Regions from separate parts of the Sus scrofa genome. Here region 1 is linked to region 2. The links are chromatin contacts, called in public Hi-C maps. All regions are on one chromosome and are shown on one strand. The core of a region is the stretch at or near the end of the contact, and the rest is flanking DNA. Distances in the headings are between cores, read along the strand shown.

Region 1 (2,700 bases), core at 119-2,618, 38 kb before region 2:
CAGGTTACTGCTGTGGTTCAGGTTCAAATCCTGGTCTGGGAACTTTGTATGCTGTGGGCACTGCCCCCCCCCAAAAAAACCCCACAGCTCTGTAAAGTCACTTTTTGTCTCCATTTTTCAGATGGGAAGACTGAGGTTTGAATAGATTAATGAGCTGCCCAACGTCACAGTTCCTCAGAGGCATAGTTAGAATTCCAACCCAGGTCAGTTTGACTGAAGCCTAGACTGTTCATGCCTCTAGGACATCAGGCGTCATCTTGGCTTCTGGAAATCACAGTGCCTTCTCACATGAGTCTGCCTCTCATTTCTGGTCTTCCAAAGCTGTCCTGGGAAAATGAGAGGCTCACTATTTGTGAGCCTCCTCCAGGATCATGGGCAAAAGTCACCCAGACAACGGGCCAGCTTTCTAGCTCACTCGTTTTGGACGTTTCTATAGTTTCACCCTTGGTTTCCTTGGAAATTCAGGCCAGCAGCCTCTGCCTCTTATACACATTCTCACTCCTCCCACCCACTTCTGTCTTCTTGAAAGGCAAGAGAAGACTGTGGCATCATCTGGATAGTATGTCTCCCTAAAGGTCTGGTCACCAGATGGGTGTTGCAGAAACAGCTTCTCTCATCCCTAAACAATCCCACAGTTGCGGGAGCCGACATGAACCTGCCGTGTCCCTGATGGCCTCATCAGTGCGCATGTCCACCTCCACTCCTCCAGGTCCTTTGTGCCCCCCTCACCCCTGAACCTGGAGAAGGACTGTGGGTTCAGATACCCGGGAAGGTCTTGCCATGAGGCAAGCTTCTTTTAAAATGATCCTGGCAGTGGTCCTGGGTGTTCTTGCAGAGCCTCCTCAGCTCAAGAGGAGAAGCAGCTCTTATTTCTCCAAGCCTGAGGCCCCATCCCCACCAGGTTAGGGCTGCAGTCAGCCTCTGGAGCATGCACACATGGGTTCCAGACTCATCACTAATTAGCTGTGTCACTCTGGGTAAGAGACCCCCCTCCTGGACCCTTTTCCTTCTCTGTAATAGGACTAAATAATCCAATGAGAAGATTTAATGAGCTAATACATGCAAAGGGCCTAGACATATTAGGAGCTCAGGCTGGTGCCTTCCCTTTTCCCTTGTTCTGAACTGGAAGTGAAGCCCGGGGAAGGAAGGGAGTTGCTGCAAAATGAGGTCGGGTACCAAAAATGTCAAAGGTCTTCTCAACCCTCCAAGATGCGCTGGCTGCTCTCCACCAAAACCACTCCCGCAAACCGCCTTGTTGTTTCACTGCTGTCCGCCAGGGGGAGGAAGGGCGCACGTCCCCTCCCGGGCCGCTTTCCCTTGCGGGTTCACAGAGCCTTGGGAGAACGTGGCCTCGCGCTTCCCAGCCGCTCAGGGGCGGGGTGCGCACGCGCAGAAGGCTGGCCGTGACGCGGCGCTGGGCTGGGGCGTCCCTTCCTGCGGGCGGGAGCTGGGGGCTCCGAGCCCCCGGAGGGCGGCCCCGGCGTGGCCTGTAGGGCTGGGGGTCCTGCAGGCATTTCTTCCTCTGAGACCAGCTTTCATCTTCGTTTTTGAGAAGGGGCACCCTCTCACTCTTCAGAGTTAGCATTTCTTCCTTCCCTGTCGTGGATGATCAGGAATTCCAAAGAAAGGGAAGAGAAGGGACATTGACTGAGCACCTACTGCGTTAGCGATGGTGCGAGGGAAGTGGACTCACCTTGGGGGCCCGATGACCCCCTACTGGAGGAGGTTTTGGATCGGGGTTTGCTTTGTTTCAAAATTTGCAAATACAGAAAAGTAGAAGGAAAAAAATGGAAAGAATCCACCTCTCCTCACCCCAAAGCATCCCTTGCTGTCTCCCGAAAATGTATCCTAAAATATTTATTCAAGTATGTATTGAACCTATCTATGTGCTTAGCCTGTTAGGTTGTGTGGGGCTGCAGAGGGAACAAAAAATACACAAGTGCGTGCATGTTAGTGTCTTAAGGGAAAATCCCATAGCAAAAGCCAGAGAGGCACCTTATTAAGAAAGATTTTATTTTATTGTTGAATTTTATTTATTTATTTATTTATTTATTTTTTGCTCTTTAGGCTGGCACCCATGGCATATGGAAGTTCCCAGGCGAGGATATGAATTGGAGCTACAGCTTCAGGCCTACACCAGAACCACAGCAGCTCGGGATCCCAACTGTGTCTGTAACCTACACCACAGTTCATAGCCACGCCAGATCCTTAACCCACTGAATGAGGCCAGGGATCAAACACGCATCCTCACGGATACTAGTTGGATTCATTTCCACTGTGCCACTAAGGGAACTTAAAGAAAGATTTTAGAAAGGAAAACCCACAGAAGAGAGAAGCTGTGGATTTGGTAAAAAAACATTACAATCTGTATTGAACTGAACTATGTATTAGAGAATGTATGTGAGGAAAATTATTTAGCTCAATCCTCTGATTTTATTTTTTTCTTGTAAGGTTTTTATTTGACTTTTTTGTTTGGTTGTTTTTTTGTTTTGTTTTATTTTGTTTTGGCTTTTTGTTTTTGGCTGCACCTGCAGCATGCCAAAATTCCCTGGCCAGGGATTGAACCTGAGCCACAGCAGTGGCAACACTGGATCCTTAACCAGCTGTGCCACTAGGGAACTCCTTCTTTGACTTTTAAGTCACAAAATAGTGCACATTAATTGTATGCAAAATTGTAACCATGATCAGAATTTTAATACT
Region 2 (2,720 bases), core at 23-2,522:
GAAACGCTGACTAAGGCAACAGAAGATGATTTCTGGGCAGAAGTGAAAGACCTCTGGGGAAGTGGAGGCCATAAATTTCTTTTGGGGCTCTTTTCCAAAATGCATGATTTTCCCCACTAGCTGTCAGCAGCCTGGGCAAAGAAACCGAACATTTTAACTGATCCGGATTAATAAATTTCCCGCGCACTTGCAGACAGTAGAGCAAAAGGGTTAAGGATATTGGTGTGAGAATGGCCACAATGATGGACCTTATAGTCTAGGGCCTCATCCCAGTGAACGCAAGTGAAAGCTTTTTTTCCTTTTCTGATAGGTTGTGTACTGGATATATATGTAATATTACTTTCTGTGATCAGTCACTCTCTTCTCTATTCCACAGGGATTATGGGGAGGCAAACACAGAAGCCTCCTCCCACAAAGGGCGAAGATGGGTAACCCAGATTTGGTTAATGCTACTATCCTTTTACCCTGAATACCATGATTGGTCCAGGGGTGAGCACCAGACCTAAACAAGGCCAATCGCAGGCCTTCCCTGATATTTGGGGTGGGCGGCCGAATTTGCGGCGGCTTTAGATAGGATAGAATGCCTCTTCCACGTAGTCACCTTTGAACCGAGACCTGAATAACAAAGTTTGCGGTGCACAGGAGTGGCAGAGGAAGTAACAAGTACGAAGGTTCAAAATTCAAGAAATACGGAGACTAGAATGGAAGGCCGTTCCCAGTGCCTAAACTCTTAATTTCTGCTCAACCTTCAGATATCAGCCCAAACTTCACTCCCTCCAGAAAGTCCTGCCCGACCTCAAGAGCGGGTCTCCCTTCGCCCCCAGTAGATGACGGGCCTGTCCTAGGACGTAGGGATCTGTTTATCAGGCTCTTGGTGCGCAGGGAAGGGAGTGACGAAATAAGGGCTACAGGTGGTGGTTTAGGGGGTGTCGCGCGATCTCTGCCCGGCGGGCGAGAAAGCGAAGCCCACCTCCAGTTTCTCAAGCTCAGATCAATGCTTCGGGGAGCGATAGCAGCGCGCAGAGGGGCCAGTCTTAGGACGGAAGTGCATCCCTGGAGCCGTTCTAGGAAACTCGGAGGACCTAGCTCGTCAGTGATCCTGGGGCTAACTGGTCATCGCCCAGCACACACGGCCACTCCAGGGAGCTGGTGTGGCAGGCAGCGGCGAAACGGGGCTTGAGTGAGGGCGAGAACCGGCGCAAAAGAAGCCTGGAAAAGGGCGAGGAGGAGCGGGCGTGCCGACCACCTGTTCCTCCCTGGAGTGCGGCGCGCGCTGATTGGCTGGAATGTCGCCCGGGGACCGGAAGTGGCCGATGCCCGTCGCCCGTGAAACCAAGACAACAGCTGTGGTTCTGCGCCGGCGGGCAGAGCGGCGCGGGGAGCCCGAGCGGAGCGAGCGTGGGGCCGTAGCTGTCTGCGGTGAGACCTCATTCCGTCCCTACAGGGGCCGGAGGGCACTGGGCTCCCGACCCCCCTGGCCCGCGCGCCGCGTGAAAACCCTACGTTTAGGCCGGTGTCAGACCCGGTTCGCTCTCTGACCTTGGACTTTATGGTCCCCCCTCCCCCTCCCCTCCATTTCCCCACCTGCAGACGCCCTGGGCAGGGCCCGGGCCCGTCCCCGCCCTGGTTCCCTGCCTGTCAGCCGCGGACGCGGGAGCAGCAGGGACACCCCCTTCCTCGGTCCCGACGTGGGGGGCCGTGGGAGCTGTGGTTTCTTCACAGTCCATTCCCAAGTAAACTTCAGCGACGAAATGGCGGGCGGTGTCAAAAACTTCAGGCCTCTTGGTAGACTGTGGCCAAGGCAGGCATGCGGGATATTGGCCTATGAGGGTTTAGCTGTAGAAAGGAGACAGGTTTGAGCGTAGAGTTAATAGAGCCTTCTTGATTGTGGGAACCAGGAGAGGAGGACAGACGAAAGGAGGGTACTGGTGCTTTAATTAAATGTCATCCAGATTGGGAGCAGGAACTTATTTCTACAGATAGTTATTGACATCAGCTGTGTCAGATCCTGTTCTAGGCTCTTTAGATACAAAAATGAATGAAATATCCAGTTAGTCCTCAAGGATGTCACAGATTTATGTAGATAAGACATTTACACCAACTTATTTAACAGTTATTTACCAGGTATCCAAAATGTGCTAGGCACTGGGATTCTATCAAGGTGAATAGACCACCATCTTTACTCAAGGTCTAAAGAAGGAGAAGCAGAGATGAAAATAGGCTAACAGTACATTGAAGTAACTACTGCAAATTGGACTCTTGGGGACAGGGAAGGAGAATGGAAGACACTTCATGTTTGAGCTGAGTCTTGTAGATGTTTGTTAAGTGCACAAGGTGGGCAATAGTATTGCAGGAACCTGTTCTCAAAGGCAAAGAAGCTTTAAAGAGTAAGATGTGTTTGGGAGTTCCCTGGTGGCTCAGCAGGTTAAGGATCCCGTGTTGGCACTGCTGGGGCTTGGGTCCCTGATGTGGTGCAGTTTCCATCCCTGACCCTGGGAACTTCTGCATGCTGCAGGTGCAGTCAGAAAAAAAGAATAAGGGAATTCCTGTTGTGGCTCAGTGGTAGCAAACCCATGAGGACGGAAGTTTGATCCCTGACTTTGCTTAGTGGGGTGTGGTGTAGGTCACAGACTCGACTTGGATCTGGTATTGCTGTAACTCTGACATAGGCCAGCAGCTGCAGCTCCGATTAGACCCCTAGCCTGGGAACTTCCATAAGC

The links. A called contact is a pair of places that touch in the nucleus more often than the background predicts.
Region 1: a contact with region 2 is called in a Hi-C map of liver, with 2.6 times the contacts expected there. The contact joins the enhancer-like site here to the promoter of RABEP1 in region 2. A contact is called at or near these places in 1 of 5 promoter capture datasets (liver), 12 of 47 Hi-C or Micro-C datasets (alveolar macrophages, brain, embryonic fibroblasts and 7 more) and 2 of 2 datasets of contacts at active chromatin or transcription factors (alveolar macrophages and skeletal muscle).

The regions. Positions count from the first base shown.
Region 1 is chr12:51,894,624-51,897,323 of Sscrofa11.1, reverse strand. No RefSeq gene overlaps it. Among named protein-coding and RNA genes, the nearest start is that of INCA1, 28 kb to the left of the region's middle. Within about 2 kb of position 1,368, at least 48 of the 83 cell types and tissues checked have an H3K27ac peak or open chromatin away from gene starts, as enhancers often do. A contact at or near this core is called in alveolar macrophages, brain, embryonic fibroblasts and 3 more, where this site is marked.
Region 2 is chr12:51,856,800-51,859,519 of Sscrofa11.1, reverse strand. RABEP1 (rab GTPase-binding effector protein 1) reads left to right here and starts at 1,272. Exons shown (of 20, transcript XM_021067732.1): 1 at 1,272-1,419. The coding sequence starts at 1,287.